Regions from separate parts of the Bombyx mori genome. Here region 2 is linked to region 1. A link is a contact called in public Hi-C data. All regions are on one chromosome and are shown on one strand. The core of a region is the stretch at or near the end of the contact, and the rest is flanking DNA. Distances in the headings are between cores, read along the strand shown.

Region 1 (2,723 bases), core at 139-2,638:
TAAACTTCCTTACTTATCGTATTATCAAAATGCTATTGTTTGTATTTGATTCAGTCTAAATTTCATTAATAAGTAACTCTTTACGTGATTAATGATGATTTGTTATTTTTTTATAATGACATTAAGGATTTACTACTTATACTGCTGTAGACTAGTGTGAGATCGATGATAAAAAAACCTTTTATTTTTATTGCTTAAATGAAGTGAGCCTCGGCTGTTACTGAAACCCATAGCCATTTTTTTTAGTACACCTGCTAATAAAAAAATCGTCTAATAATTTTATTTATTTTATTATGATTCCTGCAATGAATCGACAAATAATATAATTTATTTTGGAAATTGTCTACAAGTTGCTCATAGATGTCGCTAAATTCACTCTTTTCTTGGAGTTCAAATACTCAGCGCTAGATGGCGTATTCGTAAATAACTAAATTTTAATAGCTTTACGAATCTATAATAAGTTCATTCGAATTATCTAAAATTCATTCCAACCTCATTGAAGACGTTCACAACATTTACCTTTCGTTTGTCATCGTGTCGTTTTTATAATGAATTGTTTTTAATTTCTTTTCCTTTCTGTGTTCTGCATTTTACAATAGTAAAAAATTAATAACAGAAGTTGTGACGAATAAAGATAAAAAACTAACGACAAAGCACTTTGCCATTGCTGTCATTACTGAACCCTATTTGTGAAATGTTAAAATATTCGTTGGCCTGCTTATTAACAAACTATGTACTGTTAATAAAATTTACAATATTTTTAATTTTACGTTAATAAAAGTTATGTGAAAGCAGTTCATAGGGGCTTGCATATACTGGCCGCATCTACGAATTATGAGTAACAAGAGATCCAGAGTGAGATACAGTGAAATACGTTATGTTATGAATGACCACCTCCCCTACTAGGCACTAGATGGCGCAAGGCATCGCCAAGCCACCTTAGAGGTGATGGTAAAAGCATTGGTCAAAACTTTTCGCTATCAAATCATGCATACACACGAACGCATTAATGTGATTTCGGTTGTATTTGAGAATATGTTGAAAATATAAGCAATATAGTCTCAAGTCTACCCATTCAATAATGGAATTGACCATTTTTCAACCCAATTAAAGTAGCATATCCGAAAAATGATCAAACTTCATGACTAATTAAAACTGAGAAGAATCCGAAGAGATACGATACTTGTAAACGTTCCTAAATCGTCGAAATACGAAAACATACAATTACAGTCTTATCAAATTATGTTTATTTGTACAAGTTAAATTAAAATCGTAACATTACTCACGTCTCCTCCAGCAAAAATGCGACGCGTAAACAACAGCCACGGTCATAAACAAGCCCACAATCAACAATTCGTAATGCATAATAATATTATTATTGTTCAGTTGCGGACCTCAAGCCGCCGAACTAACTCACAACTGTCGTACAACTGCCATCCATGGGCGGAATCGCAGAATTATCAACGCAACGATAAACTCCAGTAAATTAGCGAGGAAAAGTATAATTTACAATTGCTTTGTTGTAGGATATTGTTCGTTAATCGCATTAACAATCGTTGATGGCGCGACGTGTAGATAGGGAGTTTTTAGAAATAAGGAAGGCCATATGAATCAGCGTTTATTAGCTTTCATAAGGTTGGTGTAATTTGAAAGAAACTAAAAAAATGAGTGAAAAGAGAGAGAGAGAGCAGCGTTGGATTTTCATCGACTAGTGGCGCCAATTTTCGGCCAAGCCGTGTGTGGAATATATATAGAACTAGTTCACGTTACCTCGTAATCCCGATCATCGTACTAGTCGAACCCGTCGCTTGCGACGAAGGGCTCGACGAGTAAATTAACCCACAGACACAGCCTACTGAGTTTCTCGCCGGATCTTCTCAGTGGGTCGCTTTTCCGATCCGGTGGTAGATTCTGCGAAGCACGGCTCTTGCTAGGGTTCGTGTTAGCAACGTCATCAGGTTTGAGCCCCGTGAGTTCACTTACTAGTTAAGGCTACGCTGACTCAAGGCTATCAGCTTAGGTAGGAAAGAAAAATACCTCGTAAATAATAAGCTACATAATAGTAAGCTACTAATAGTAGATTACATTAATTTTTTTTCCTACCTATTCTAGTTCAGAACTGCTTAGCGTCGCTCGGTGGAGCAGGAGCTGGGCGTCTTGACGTGGGAGGACCTAGAACAGACTGGCCAAGACCGATGTAAATGAAAGGATTTGATTCGAGCCCTACACCCCAGCAGAAGGTAATAGGAAAGAATGATGATGACCTATTCTAGTGACGTCGAGGGGTCATACTAGATTCTCCGAACGAGTTGGTGAGCTCGCGGGGCTCTAATCTGAGGACGTTGCTAAAGCACTGGCCCTAGTAAGAGCCGTGCTTCGCAGAATCTACCACCGGATCGGAAACGTGACCCACTGAGAAGATCCGGCGATAAACTCAGTGGGCTGTGTCTATGGGTTAATTCGCTCGTCAAGCCCTTCGTCGCAAGGGATGGGTTCGACGGGGACGGTGACCGGTGCTTGTGGTACCTAAAAGCACCGTTAATGGATCGGGAGGATCCGTAATGACGTGTTTAGGGCGACGTCGACTGTTTACCATTCGGTCTACAGGATCGGGTAGTATCATTCATCATCATTATGCCGTAGCCTTCGGAAAGTGTAATACAGGCAAATGTGATGTAAACAATTTTAATGTATATCTTTTAAATTAAACTCATTCCATTACA
Region 2 (2,723 bases), core at 71-2,570, 42 kb after region 1:
GGGCTAGTTTGCAGTTAAAAAGACAGATTTTCTCGAAAAATCAGCTGGAAATTTCGAGTCGGAAAACATTCCGGAAAAAATATAAACATGATAACAAAAATAAATAAAAACTAAAAATACATTATCAAATCTACTCACAGCTCCGGTCGCAGATCCAGCTCGCGGCGTAAATGAGCACCAATATGAGAAACGGTATCGTCATAATCAAGGAATCCATTATTAAAATTAAAAACAAAATTACGAAATTTTACGCACGTAATTAGGCACGGACAATAATATCGGAACTATTACGTGAGTCACGCGGGCAAGTTATTTTTATAATGCCTTTATCAGGGGATTCTCTTGATATTAATTCTGTTTTTTTTTTTTTTTTTTTTTTTATCCAGATAACACGCCCATGTCCTTTTAAATACGATTAGGTTTTTGATTAATCTTCTTTGCTTCATTAGTGGCTGTTTTCTTTTTCGCCTACCGAAATTCGATTTAAGCTCATCCCGCATCCCGGGGTCGAGAAAATCTTGTACTTTATATCGACGCTTGAAAGGCAAACGTGACTAAGCGACAATAACTGCTTTGTACATAAATGATAGGCAATAACCATATTCGATGCGCAAAAAATATATATTTCTAGATCTATTAAAATCATTTCAATCCTACAGCTACTAGCTAGATTCTACTACAGCTAGATACCGTTAAAATAAATTTTGTTTTCAGGTATTTCAATTTTAAATTAGTCTACTGTAAAATTCACGCATTGTCGCTTAGTCACGTTTGCCTTTCAAGCGTCGATACCAATTTCTTGTTTAATCTACCAGCGAAAGAACAAGAATGTACTACACACGTTAAAATTTTCATGATACCTTTAGCGATCAAGTCGTCGTGGCTTAAAGGATAAGACGCCCGGTGCGTTCGTATCGAGCGATGCGGCTGTGTCAGTGTTCGAATCCCACTAACGTTACCAACTTGTCTGATGAAATACGTATTTGACATTTTTTTCACACATTCTTTTTTATTTTTTTATTTCTTAGCTGGGTGGACGAGCTCACGGCCCACATGATGTTAAGTGGTTATCGGAGCTCATCGACATCGCTACCCACCTTAAGATATGAGTTCTAAGCCCTCAGTATAGTTACAACGGCTGCCCCACTCGTGCGGACTCATAAGACGTCCTACTACCAGTAATGACTTTCGCGATGAACATTAAATTACATCTTTAAATGCGTCCTCTACTCATTTTTATTTCCTAGTAACTTAAAAAATATTATTCAGTTCAAATTGACTTAAAATATAAAAATGGATTGTGGAGATAGCTACTCAACGATAGGTGACACTAGTAAAGTTCTTAAAATTAACAACAGATGGCGCTTTTGCTACTTTTTCACTTCCAACACCTCTTTAGTTTCCAGCAATGACTCATTTCCGTTATCATTAATAATTAAAAGAATAAAATACTATTACTGTGTTATAATATTTAGATTAACAAAACAAATATCATTATAAAGAATTTATATCACGCAAAGTTTTATTTCAAATTGATACATATATAAATTAATTTAAATACCTACCTGTGTTTACTACTATCTTTGAAACATAATCACGAATTAAGTTGGATTTCAATGTCAAGCCATCTTGAAAAGGTTTAAAATTTATGTTTTATCAAAATGTCCAACGGAAAAAGAAAAAAAAGGTTTGTCTCACAACAGCATTCATATTGACCGATTGCAACAATAACACGTTTTATTAATGTAATATTTTAATCGAAATTTAAGCAAAATATAGAACTTTTTACTCACGATACAGTTCGCAGCAGTGCAAGCAGATACAGGTCAAAGCGTATATCACTATTAGAAAAACGAAAGGCAATATCAGCACGATAAAATCCATTGTTTATTTAATTTACCGAAATTATAATGACGCTTAAAACAACGTTCAATTCAATTTGAGCTATCGGAAAATAATACTGATTTGCGGGACGGATAATCAATATTTTTATCTAGATTAGCGTGTTAATGTTTCAGTCAGTCAACTTCGTTACGACATTAGAATCGCGGAGAATTTGAAGGAAACAAATTTATAATGGTATCGTGCTATTGATTAATTTTAATAAGCTGCGTCGTGGAATTTAAAAAAAAAGGGTGCGTGTAGTTATGTACGCGCGTAAGAAGTTATACTTTATTTTTTTAATATTAAATAATTAATAATAAATATTGAACGTTAATAATTTAATAATATATTAAAGAATAATTTTGTCATTTATATTACTAAAAAAATGAATGCTAATAACACTTTTTTTTACGAGTGTACAGGCGCGAAAGTTCACCTGTGGGTATATTCAGACTCGCCAAGTTACGTCGGTCGTATTGTAATGAGCGATTTAGTGGGCAACTTCATTCTGTTAATTTTGTGTCACGGTGCGCACGCATCGTAAAATTTCACTCTCATCAACTTTTCATAACGCGCCTAAAGAAGTATAACTTCAAAAAATACATTAAAATTCAAAATTTCTTGGTACTATTGGCACACAAAATATATACCGTAGATTGGGGGGAATCAGGACCCTTTCCAAATCTAACACAAAAATTCAAAACCCGATTTACCTTGGCTTTAGGGTGAATCATGTTACTTATGGGGACAATAGAGTTTTTACGATAGGGCACTATTTAGTTGTTAGGTAGGAACATAGCTTTAGGTAATTAGTTAGTTAGTTAAAAAATAGACAGTAA

Evidence for each region. A called contact is a pair of places that touch in the nucleus more often than the background predicts.
Region 2: a contact with region 1 is called in a Hi-C map of posterior silk gland, with 3 times the contacts expected there. The contact joins two enhancer-like sites. A contact is called at or near these places in 4 of 7 Hi-C or Micro-C datasets (middle silk gland, midgut, posterior silk gland and 1 more).

The regions. Positions count from the first base shown.
Region 1 is chr28:2,367,208-2,369,930 of ASM3026992v2, forward strand. No RefSeq gene overlaps it. Among protein-coding and RNA genes, the nearest start is that of LOC134201575, 25 kb to the left of the region's middle. Within about 2 kb of position 1,389, at least 7 of the 8 cell types and tissues checked have open chromatin away from gene starts, as enhancers often do.
Region 2 is chr28:2,408,926-2,411,648 of ASM3026992v2, forward strand. No RefSeq gene overlaps it. Among protein-coding and RNA genes, the nearest start is that of LOC134201575, 66 kb to the left of the region's middle. Within about 2 kb of position 1,321, at least 4 of the 8 cell types and tissues checked have open chromatin away from gene starts, as enhancers often do.